Linked DNA regions of Triticum aestivum: region 1 is linked to region 2. Evidence: chromatin contacts called from public Hi-C data. All regions are on one chromosome and are shown on one strand. Each heading gives the region's core, a stretch centred on a gene start, on an enhancer-like site or on the middle of the called end of the contact. The rest is flanking DNA. Distances are from core to core; before and after follow the strand shown. Region 1 holds the start of LOC123169192 (probable BOI-related E3 ubiquitin-protein ligase 3). Region 2 overlaps LOC123165692 (protein WHAT'S THIS FACTOR 1 homolog, chloroplastic).

Region 1 (6,041 bases), core at 2,123-4,622, 190 kb after region 2:
ATGTGAGTTTCTCAAACATAGTTATTAACTAATTTATATTGTTTATTTCAAAATAGTTGACAGCTTATTTTCATTCTTCAAACAATGTGCGGAAGATGGTAGACAAAACCCACTACACCGATGGCTCCGAATTAACTTATCAGGAGAAAAATCATCTGATCGCATTTTGTACTGAACTTGAGATATTACAATACCTATTATCATACTGCTCCAAATTATGGTCAATACGTGCCACTAGTGCACGTGTTGAACCACCGTAACTTCCAAGGAGATACCCTGTTAAGATTTTTTACTATTACGACATCCGTGCATCTTTTGCATACTTCTAAAACTAGTAGATTACTGCTAACTACGAAGTTATTACTATGTTTTTCAACAGAAAATCCCGATGGATTGTGTGCCTCATTTGATGTATCAGAATGGTCGCCTTGATGTTTTGAACATACAGCCATGTCATCCTACGAATCTCACCAGTCCATACCGGATTTCTAAAACCGGTGAACACATGGTAATCAAAGAATGGAAAAAATGTATGGACATTCGTAAGGAGGTTCTTGGAAGCAAAAGGAAGCGAAGCGCAAGAATTGGAGACAGGATGATCTCCATTCTCCATAATGGAGAGTCAGGGCCTATATTGTTTTATGCTATTTTACCTTAAAGAGGGTATTTAGGTCCTACCTAATACTCATGATCATGTGCTAAGAATAATTAAGTAGGGTTGGTTCGATGACTATGAGGATGATGATCGTATAACTTGTTATTAATAACGAGTAGAAGTTGTATGATGATGATTAGTAGGACTTGTTATTATGATGATGCATGATGCGAGCATGAAGAGTTATTATATATCAGTGGGTGAAATGAACATGGATTGGATTGAAGTGAAGGCAACATGTGGTGCATGTCAAAAGTAGTACTACTCCAACTTGATCAAGTTAGGATTAGTATTGCTTTCGACATGCACCACATGTTGCCTTCACTTCAATCTAAGCCATGTTTAGGCATAGCAGTAGCACTGGTAAACCAAGCACGGAGATAAGAGAGGACACTTCTCTCTATTAGCTAGCTAACACCCTAAATTAACCCCCCAAAACCCCCTAAACCCACCCCCTTTCAAAAAAACAAAAACCTCAGCTCCTGCCAGCTGCTGATGCGTGGATGCCTTTTGGTCCCGGTTGGTGCTACCAACCGGGACCAAAGGCCCTCCTGCCTGGGCTCGCCGCAGCGGCCACGTGGAGGCCCATCTGTCCCGGTTGGTATAAGAACCGGGAATAAAGGTATGGGGCTTTAGTACCGACCCTTTAGTCCCGGTTCCTGAACCGGGACAAATGGGCCTCTAGAACCGGGACAAATGGGCCTTTTTCTACTAGTGTACTTTGATTGCTACGTGTCTGCTTCATTGATTTGCTGCTTTAACTCTTGCTCTTGTGCATTGCTAGGGCAAGTGGTATGCCGTGTTCATCGGTAAGGCTCGAGGGGTTTACAGTTCATGGGAAGAAGCCAGTACACAAGTGGCATCGTATAGCAACATCAGCCATAGAGGGTTCAAGACTAGGCAGGCAGCAGAACAAGCTTACTCCAACTGGGTGCGAAAGCACGGAGGCAGTAGTGTTGACAGTGGCAAGGTTGGAGGTATCAAGGTGGATCGTCAGTTTGGACTGAAGCTGAAGAACTTCATCATCTTCGCCCAGTTCATCGCCATTGTTGTGTTGTGGCGTTGGTGTGCTAGGTGTGATCATTGTGGGTAAGCACACCAATTAGGGTACAAGGTAAGCACATGTACGCCGTATGCAACCAAACGTCGTGTTCATGTGCCGCTCGGGCCAATGCAGGTAACCAAACAAAGTGCACTTGCGTATTACCTTATGCAGGGACACTAGATGCAGGCAACCAAACAACTTACAGATGGCGTATTAGGGCATGTTTTTGCTCAACCAGGCTGGGTTGTTGAGAAGTGTATGCGATGCAGGAACTGTTCACAACGGCAACCAAACACGCCCTAGGTTGTTTCCTTGTGCACAAAGGTCCATATATATGAGAGATTAATGGAAAACACAACTGCAATATATATTCTCTAAAAGAACTGCAATATATATGCACCTATTCATTGTTTACCTTTTTATCCATCGCTTCCAGTACGCACTAGTACTCCAAATGTAGTGGTTAGCTAATTTGTTGGGGGATTGGATGATTTGCCCCACTTTACAAGGGGTTGGATGATTTGCCCTTTGATTGTCTCAATGGCAGTGGTCCCGGGCCCCACCCGGTAGCCTCTCGGGGGGGGGGGGGGGGGCAAATGATCCAATGAAGAAGTAAAGTGGGGCAAAAGATCCAATTTCTCCTAATTTGTTTGGTCGTTTGTTATTGTTTTTCAAAGATACGCGTACATTTAGCCGTATATTATTATTATTATTATTATTATTATTCCGATGTTGATAAGTACGCGTGTAAATGTGTGATGAGTTCCATGCAAAAAAAAATATGTGTGATGGCACCGACGTACGCATACATATTTGCACAACTGTGGTTCTATTTTGGCACCGACGTGATTATCTGTATCCCGAAATTAAAAGACGATCGACACTATACTTTGGCAGAGATCTTTTTTTGGAAATCAAATTAAATCAAAAGCTGGCGGTAGCTTTTGCCCAAATTAAACGTAGGGATCCATCGGCCGGATTTGCACCAAAGTACAGCCAAGAATGAATGAATGGTCGATTTGTTTTCACCAAATCAATTACTAGCTCATTCATTCCCTTCTATTTTCCTCAACCATCTACAGCTAGCCAGCCAAAAAACGCCTACGTAATATATATCTCAGCACATTAAAGTACGTACGTTGATTCTGCATGCAGATGCAGTGTATGAACGACGTAACGCATGCAGTTTCCTTCTTCCCCGTTTTGCCCTCCACTAAACACGGCTCTGTACGTGATTCCCGATCTTTACCAAGTCCAGAGACCTCACCAGAGCGCGTAATTCTTATAAGTTTCCTCACACCCCAAGATTCGTGCGTGCAGAGATCAAAAGGCTCAACGACGCGTGCTGATTTGGCGCCACAACATATACTAACTTAAACGATACAGTATATGGCCAGCCTTGGTTTCTGCAAATTATAGTCAACCGATCGATGGAATCGTCGGGAACGGAAGTCATCAATTTCGGTGCAGAAAGGTAATACAACGCGGCGAATTCGTGGTTTCTACTCCAAATTTAGGGAGAGATTGAAACGGAAGCCATAAATAAAAGGAAAAATCCCTCCTGAAAAGGGCTGGTCAATCTCATCGTCAGTTGCTTTCTCACTCAGGATAGGGGACATGGACGCCAACCAAAACCCGGTCACGCACCATAAATACTCGGCTGCCTGCCATCTACGGACCTCGTTTCTTTGCCACCCTGCCCGCCCGTCCCTCGCCGATCGATGACCGCACCTCCCACCACATCTGACTAACTCCGGCCAGGGACGCATCGCCTTGCCTGTATATATAGGAGCGAGCGGACGACCCGCGCGCCCCATCAATCGCCATGGCTGTGGACCTGCAACGCCTTCGCCACATGTTACTCACCACCGGCGACGGCGGCGGTCACCACCAGCTCTCCTCCGCCGCTGCTATGCCAGCGAGTGGGCCTTGTTATGGCGCTGCGGTGTCGTGCGAGCGGGGGCACCAGCCGTACGCGGACCTCTTCACGCTGCCGCCGCCGCCGACGATGACTTCGGCCCCGTATCAGTGTTCAGAGTTCTTGGCGATGGACGCGGTTGATCTGGCTAAGAAGGGCGGCAACCCCGACGGTGTTCAGGAAATGATCACCAAGAAGCGGAGGCGCGAGGAGCGGTCGTCGATGCTTAGCGCGGCCGACGCTCTTGCGGCCCACGCGCAGCAGCAGACCATCGACGTCCACCGCATCCTGCTCAAACATGTAAGTCCCATGCCATGATCAAATCGCCGCCACCGATCGATACTTTGCGTTTCGGGCTTTAATTTCTACGTGGTCGATGATGCAGGCGCAAAAGATGTGGACTACTCTGGCGGAGCAGAGGCAGAGCCACACGAGGCTCATCGTGTGGACCGTGGAGGCCAGGGCGGCGAAGCGGCTCAAGGCCAAGGATGAGGACATTGAGCGGATCAGGAGCATGAACTGGGCGCTCGAGGAGCGTCTTCGGAACCTCCTCATGGAGGCTCAGATGTGGCGCGATGTCGCGCAGTCCCATGAGGCCACGGCCAACGTGCTCCGCGGCGACCTACAGCGGGCGCTCGACTCCCAGGCGGTTCGTGGCGGTGGAAGCGACGACGGTCAGGAGGACGACGCCGAGTCGTGCTGCTGGGGAGAGAAGCAGGTGCCTTTGTGCGCGGAGGAGGAGGTGGGCACGCCGGTAGTGGAGGAGCGTCACGCGACAGGAGCAGGAAGGTGCAAGGGGTGCCGCGAGGGCGCGGCCGTTGTGCTGCTGCTGCCGTGCAGGCACCTCTGCGTGTGCGCGCCGTGCGCGGCCGCGGCGCAGGCGTGCCCGGCGTGCGGAAGCGCCAAGAATGGCATCGTCTGCATCAACTTTTCGTGATGCGGGAGGAATAGTTTTAGAGTAGACATTTTGTTTCCTTCTGAAACTTACTAGAGTCGACTTTTGTTTGTATTCTTTTGTTCACTTTTTCTATTGTTGTTGACCGAAAGCGGCTCCTCTGCCATGCGCCGTGTGAGGTTGGGCTGCTGACATGTGGGCCAGGTTTTCAACGGGTCCACATGTCAATGGTAGAACGATAGGGTGCCGAAGGTTAGAGTATCCTCCTACTTGTGTTGACGGGATGATAAATAGGAGGATGGTTGGATCACATAGATATGAGAGGACTTGTATCCCCTTTTTGTTTAGTTTAACTTTTTCCTGAAGCTGTTGGATCAATTGTTCAACAAGAAGAAAAACAGTTTGTGGTATTGCACATAAATGCTTGAATTAAATACATAGATTAGAAGTTGAACAACATATATGGGGCGTGTCTAAGGGTTTTGCGGAGGGGATGGTGAAGCGGGTCAAAGATAGGAATCCGATTCGGATCCAACCGTCAAAGAGTGACTTGAATTTAAAGAATTTTTCCTTGGTTGGCAAAAGGTTGGTTGCCAAAATTCAAACTGTCCAAAGATTGATTTGAATTTGTAGAAATTTTTCTCGGTTGATAAGAGGTTGGTGCCTAAGTTCGTACAACCAAATATACAGAAGATCATTATTTATAAGGACCTCAATATCTGGCGTCCAGCCGCCAGGGGGTGGAGGGAGGGCCATGGCGACCACCAGTTCCCCAAAGGTCCACTAAATATGTTATTTTTAAGAAAATGCCATGAACAAAAATAAAAAAAAAAAGCCACAAAAGTTGCTATGTTATTTGTCATAACCCAAAAATCTTTGCAAAAATAGTCGGTAAACAAAAATGCAACCTCTCAATATTAACCTATTAAAATAATAAAAACTAGCACGTGACCCATGCATCTGCGCGGCTAGTCTTTTTTATCACAAATGTTAACGCCCACACGCGTGGCACGAAGCAACATGGCCCAACCCCGGTATCATTCATTTTGCCACATCAAAACAGATGACATCAGCGGGAATATTTTGGTTTTGTCTTAAAAATATTTTATCTCTTAATTAAAAAAATCAGTTCAAAATCCATTTTCACCATTAAATCCGTCTCGACGAGATCTTCAAAACTAGATCCCTTGTTGATATGTTTCGATGAAAAAAAATTGGCCAAAAGTTGCCATAATGTTTACACTGTAGTTGCCATAGTGTTACACTAAAGTTGCCAGGTGGCAATTTTAGTTTATAGAGCATGACAATTTTAGTATTTTGACCATGGCAATTCCAGTACTTTGAACATGAAAATTATTTTCTGTATGAACCATGGCAATTTTAAGTGCATGTATCATGGAAATTTTAGTTTATGGTTTATGGCAAGTCTAGTTTCTTAATTTCCCGTTTTATAATATGTCAAAATTTACTTTTAAATGTAGAAGAAAATAGCTGAAACATATCATGGCAACTTCAGTGTAAACACCAT
Region 2 (6,595 bases), core at 3,948-6,447:
AAGTACACTCCTACAGGCTACAGTGCCAAGTTCAATACTACTCTACTTCAGTAGTTCAGTTCAGTCTCTACTTAAGTATTTTCTGCAAGTGAAGAATAGATCGATAAATGGTATGGGTGATCAACTCATGAACCATTGCTTGGTGACTTTTATTGAGCGAGCTATATTCTTGAGAGCAAGTGAAGTGATGTAGGAGTTGTTGATGCTTTTAGGGCAATGCAAAAGCGGAAAGTAGTTTAATGTTGAAATTTTGTACTCATGTTGTCTTTTATTCTTGTAAGGCTATTTCATCTTGCCAACCAATCGTGTTGTTACATTTGCAAATTTCAAACATACTCCCTTTGTAAAGAAATATAAGAGCGTTCTGACTAAGCTATTTATATGGCTCTTTCGGTCAATTTTGTATTATGTGTGTGACATCAGTAAAAAAAAATGGAGGTGGCACACCCTGTAACTTGCTCTTGGCTCTGCTTCTGCTGCGATGAGTTGTTGTTCTGAAATGGGAATTGTTGGGACTTGAGACACAGGCTCTTGGTATTATGAATTTGATTCTTTAGTTGCAAAGCTTATGTTGTTTAAAATGGCTTGAACATTCTGTCCCTTTTTGTTTTGCAGAATTTGAAGTACAACTTTCTGCTTCTTTATTCTGCGCTCTTGAATGCTTGGCATCTGCGGTGCCTGCACGGACTTGCATTTAAGACCTACAATTTGATGAGAAGAAGATTGGCAGAACATTTATCTTACATTCCCAGATCTCTTTCCTTGATACAACTCAAGGAAATGTCCTCATTTTCTGCTGGTCATGGACGCCGGCCGAAGAAGAAGCTTTACCACCGTGAGCCTGACCTTGACAAGGCCATGGACCTCCAAAAGAAGCCCGCTCTCCTCCTTCGTCTCCGTGAGCTCATCTTGGCCCAAAAGAAAGGATCACTACTTGTACGTGACCTTGAAAAGGAGGTTGGTTTTGTCCAAAAATGGAACTTTGTTTCACTTATCGAGCGCCATCCCAATATCTTCTGTGTCTCTGGTGGAAGTACATCGCGTGAGCCCATTGCTGTCACGCTTACTGAGAAGGCCAGAAATATTTCTGGTGAAGAGATCCAGGCACAGGAGCTAATGGAACCTATCTTGGTAAGAAATCTGAGGAAGCTGTTAATGATGTCGATGGACTGCCAAATCCCTTTAGAGAAGATTGAGCTCATCCAACTTGAATTGGGTTTACCAAAGAACTTCAAGGACAAGTTGATTCCTAGTTACCCTGATTTTTTCTCAATCCGTGATGTGAGAGGCTTGGACCATCTGTGTTTGGAGAGTTGGGATTCTTCACTAGCAGTCACAGCACGAGAAGAAACATTGAATTTTGATGGTTTCCAAATGGATTATAGAGGGGTTCCTAAAGATGGGAATATACTGGGTCCTTTTGCTTTCAAGTTAAAGTATCCAGCAGGATTTAGGCCCAACCGCAAGTACAATGAGGAGGTAGTCAGGTGGCAGAAGATGGCATTTCCTTCACCTTATTTGAATGCTAGGAGAGTGGAGCCTGCAACTCCACAGGCTCGAAAGCGATCTGTTGCTGTTCTACATGAGATCTTAAGCTTGACAATGCAGAAACGACTGACATCTGATAAGCTAGAAGTCTTCCATAATGAGTACAGGCTGCCATGCAAGTTACTTCTTTGCTTAGTAAAAAATCATGGTATCTTCTACATCACTAACAAGGGAGCAAGAAGTACCGTCTTCCTCAAGGAGGCCTACGATGATACTAACCTCATTGAGAAGTGTCCCCTTCTGAAATTCCATGATCAGTTTTCATCTTTAATTGGCCGATCATGCTCCGACTTAAATACTCCACTGGCAGTATAGCTCGAGTGATATTGATTTACATGAGAAGCGAAACCATGGTGCGTCTGGCTGGTGCATCTTCTTTGTTGATTGCTTGATGTTCACATGAGCCCACTTGCACACAACAAACCATGCAATTCCTCTGTACAATGGATGTGTCTTGTGCCTTATTAGGTGTTGAAGATAAAACTGTAAACATCAACATCACATCTGTAAATATGAAGCACCCCAGGAATCAAGTTGCAGCTCAGCTGATGAGACATCCATGTTTTTACTGAGGTCACAAGTTCAGTTGGAATGTAGGGGTTGAGGGATTTGAGAGGATTAAGAGCATGATTGGTTTGATACCAAAATTTGGCATGCCAAGGTTTGGCAAATGCCAAATGTTGGCTAGTGATTGGTTTGTTTCTTGTCAAGCTCACAAAAACTTGCCAAATTTTGACAACTTTTGATTTACCAAATGTTGGCATCAAACCAATCAGCCTCTAACTCCAGTTGTGCAGCTTATAATGCCAAAAAAAGAAGGTACAGTATCAATTCTGCTTTGTACTAAGACATGTAATGTTGAGTTTGCTTCTCCTAATTGGATGGATTTCTACCTTTGGCTCATAAACAATAGTCAGGCACTCATTTATCTGAAACTCTATTATTCACTCGGTCTCATGTGCACTGCTTGCAGCAGGATATTTGTTACTGTTCTGTAACTTCTTTAGAGAGTTCTGCAACATAAATGTGTTACTCACACAATTATAGCACTAGATGCTCTTGGTTGGTTGGATGTTTTAAATGCATTACCAGTGTTGGTAACAGTTTTAGCACAATAACAAGCTGCATCTCATCAGTACTTATTTTGTTGTTTCTGTATCCCTTAACATGCAGAAAGCACCTGTAAATGCTCCAGATGCTGTCTCTAGCACATTGATTGTTCTGCTAATTTCTGAATTTGTTGACAATGCTTATCTACGTTCACTGTATGCAATTGTGTCCTCATGCTCATGTCGCTAGTGACTTCAAGTTATCTGCAATGGACTTTGATGGTATCGGACCACTTATTTATGTATTTAAGGTGGCCTATTTTCTAAATAATCAGCAGGATATCCCTAGAGGTTGTTTCAGATGCCTAAGGATCAGAAATGACTTCACATGTAACTGCACATCTTCAATATTTCACTAATTTAAAATCTAATTGATCGGTTTTGAATTGGCAGAAATATTATAATAGACATCCGGAGTCATAGACTAGCTGCTGGTAGATATTATCCTTCATTTTGGTGACGTGAGGACAACATAACTCACTGACATTTGTAGTAACTTGATGTCTTCCTATATTATTTGTTTTAGTATTAATTTTATAAACATAATGGTTATTTGGATAGCTGTTTTGATTTTTATCTCAGTAATATGAAATACTACAGTGTTTAACTCGCATGCTTATTATCTTTTCAAACAATTGTGAGTCATCTTAGATATAGATAGTTGTAACATGTACACACAACTTTCGTTCCCACATTCAACTATTCATGCTGCATCGCCACATTCATCGTGTGCCCATCGGGACACTAAAAGGAAGAGAATATCAGGCCTATTTTCTTGCTTCAGAAGAAAATAGAAGTCTTGCTAAGGTTTATACTGTGATAGCTCATGATTACACCCTATGTCTGTGCGTTTTGACAGTCACCACACTTCTTTGCTGCAGATTGCCCCATTTCTGTTAAGCAAGACTAATGCGCATGGGCTATAGTCCTCACCCCACGCATCTTTGTAATCTACAGTGGCAATTGTTCAGCGGATGGAAGTCACAAAGGGTCAACTAAGTGAAGATGGCCTACCGATCACTACAGGATCTTTATCCAGCAGGAACAGGTATGCGACAAGCTGACATGATTTTTTTGTCTTTTGTTAATATCTCATTACAAATATTGCAATCCAGCAATAAGGGGCAGTCAGGCTTTGTAGCATGGGTTTGATTGATTTTGACAGATTATTCTGTAGCAAGTCTCCGGTACTGATATTGTTTTTGTGTAATTTGGCTTTGTGTCAGAATCAATACGCTGTGCACCAGCCAAGTATAGAGAAAATACAAGGAGTGCTTTGATGGATTGATTAAGGGCTGTGCAATGTCATCCTCCGAAAGCCTGTAGGTTACGTGATTGTGTTGGCCCTGAATAATGACTGACAAAATCGGGGAACATGGCTTACTGTTGATCTTGGACCTTGATTCTACTCTAGGCATGCAAAGCTGTATCAGTTTGTTGTGCCAATCAATACAATACCTCCAACAGGCTATTCATGGGCAGGTTTAAATCCCTTTCAGACCTTCTTGAGTATGTTCTGATATTCCTGCATTGAAGTGGTTGTCAACATGATGTCTTAGTGGGAGATGCATATGTTAACTCCAACGCTAAAAATAGCTCTCAGTGGGATCCAATCAGATGATCATATGCTAGGTAAAGAAGGACCGACACAATTATGCATGGTGTGGACACATGGAGCCAGGTGCGATGAGGCCAACTAACTGGCTGCTGCTCAATTATAACCCCTGAAAGTTAAGAGCATGAACAGGAGCAGTGATTGGGACCAGATTCTGCAGACACTAGCCTATTATATGTGGTCACGAGCCTGGTCAGATGCACCGAGAACTAGATTTGGATGGTTGATAGCCTAGGATGGAGACTGGAGGCCCACCCCTTCCTGATCCTGTTTGTTTTTCTTCTCCTGGTAAGGGTAAGCATTTCTCTCTCCCTCTGCAGTAGCCTTCCAAACGATCTGAACCTTTGCATTGGCCATTTGGCCTCTCCTAATACTTTTTGGCTCTACTATTACTGGCCACCAACAGCACATGCTTTCTTTGCCCTTGGCTTGGGTCACCTTCAGCCTCTATTGATCCATCTGGGTTTCCGGTTGATGCGTCTTTCTTGTACACCACACCAGTCTTTGCTTGCCTGTCCCTGTCCCTGAGTAGCATTGCCTGCTCCATAAACAACTTGTGTGTGTGGGTAGGGCCTGCCATTTTTTAAGTGCACTGCTTCAGGAACTGGCATGCTTTGCTTTTGCTATCTTTTTTTCTGGAACCTGCCTTGACTTTAGGAAGCTTCCACTATCTTTACTTGTGCTTTGATTCTCATACTAGTTACCGCTAGATTTTGACCTAAATCTTATATTATCTGTCGAATTAGTTAAGATAAAGAGTTCCAGTTTTTTGCAGCTTGATTTCTGAAGAATGTCTCTGTTGATTCTTGCTTGCATTGAGAAGGTTCTCTGAATTGTGTTGTTCGATGTCTCTTTGCTCGTCTGGTCGAACGTCACAATTAGAGTGGCCAATCAATACCACCACCCCTGTTTCCATCATCACCATCTGCCTGGTGTGGTGTCTATCCATTAAGAGTCCGACAAAGCACCCCATTTACGTCGTGAAACAATCTCTTTCGATGGCTTGAATGAACAAATCGGCGCCTAGCAAGCAAAGAAAAGAATCCTGATTTGAACACCAGAACCAGCTCGGCCATCTCCGTCGCTCTGGACAGATATTTGGACGATCTATCTATCTATCAGCATCGCGCTGGAGTCCCGTTTCTTCCTACTCGTGCATCACAGCCTCTACTACTCTAGTAGCAGGTCATTTTTATACTTGTCCCATCTGAGAGGAAGAAAGTAATGTGTGCGTGGCGTGCATTGATATATACGTGGAGGCGTAGGGGTCCATCCATGGTGGCGTAGCCTAGCCATGTGTTATCTGGTTGGTTCAGATTTCGCAATCTTGGCATATGTATCCATCGAGGGTCAGGTGCCTGTCCCTCTGTGCATCCAATTTATTTGCTTGCATGTCTCCATGATCTTTCTTTATCTGTACCATGTCACCAGGTGAAGACGTATCTAAGGGAGACTAGAAGAACGCCCGTGCGTTGCAACGGGGCCACATTAACTTTAAAAGTTCAATATCAATTATGTTAATATTACATTGAATATTCTCATACATATTAAGTGACATTGACGACCTTTTTTACCATCAAATTCTCACACACACACCCTCTCCCTCCCTCTTCCTCACTCTCTCTCCCCCTCTCCCTCACTCGGGAGGTGGGACGAAAATAAACCCGAAACGGAGACTACCAACTGAGACATTAGGAGTAGAGATCATTTAGTTGATAAGAATAAGTAGAAAACGGTGTTAAAAAGGAGAAACAGATTAGAATACATTGAAAAACCAAAAGGACGATGTAAAAGGGGATTCGCCCTGCCCCCCGGGCCTTGCCACCGAACCGGCTCAGCGGTCCAGTCCCCGCGTGGTCGTCTTCTCCTGTTCCCCGAGCCGCGTCGCTACAGAGCCGGGCTCCCGCCCGACCACCTCGCTGGCATCGAAGGGGAATGGATAAGGGTGACGCCCTGCCTTCCCTGCCCCCATGGCCTGACTCCTCCTCGACGCCCCCTCCCAAATCCACTTCTCCTCCTCGCTCGCTCGATCCCGTCGATCTAGACGAAGTCAGACGCCACGGCCACCATGACCGACCCCGTCCACATGGCCACTGCCCTCCCTGCAGGCTAGGAGCTTGTCGAGGAGCTCCGAACGCCTTCGCTACTTCGTCTGCGCCAACGAGATCAAGTCTAGCACCCCCGCATCGATGTCGCTGCCGTCTTCCTCAACCTTGGGCCACCGCGACATTGCCGTTTGATCCGCGCCGCCCCGAGCTCCCATGTCTTCCCCTAGGGCGCCATTGACACCGCCATGATCTCCTCTTGCCTTTCCCCTGTTTCC

What was found. A called contact is a pair of places that touch in the nucleus more often than the background predicts.
Region 1: a Hi-C map of leaf shows a contact between it and region 2, with 4 times the contacts expected there. The contact joins the promoter of LOC123169192 here to the enhancer-like site in region 2. A contact is called at or near these places in 3 of 5 Hi-C or Micro-C datasets (all in leaf) and 1 of 1 datasets of contacts at active chromatin or transcription factors (leaf).

Annotation. Positions count from the first base shown.
Region 1 is chr7D:552,266,572-552,272,612 of IWGSC CS RefSeq v2.1, forward strand. It overlaps LOC123169192 (probable BOI-related E3 ubiquitin-protein ligase 3), which reads left to right and starts at 3,373. Exons shown (of 2, transcript XM_044587037.1): 1 at 3,373-3,918; 2 at 4,004-4,928. The coding sequence starts at 3,526. The coding sequence ends at 4,555.
Region 2 is chr7D:552,075,989-552,082,583 of IWGSC CS RefSeq v2.1, forward strand. It overlaps LOC123165692 (protein WHAT'S THIS FACTOR 1 homolog, chloroplastic), which reads left to right. Exons shown (of 5, transcript XR_006483088.1): 2 at 616-2,367; 3 at 3,539-3,705; 4 at 3,884-4,566. Among protein-coding and RNA genes, the nearest start is that of LOC123165692, 3.7 kb to the left of the region's middle. Within about 2 kb of position 5,198, at least 2 of the 8 cell types and tissues checked have an H3K27ac peak or open chromatin away from gene starts, as enhancers often do. A contact at or near this core is called in leaf, where this site is marked.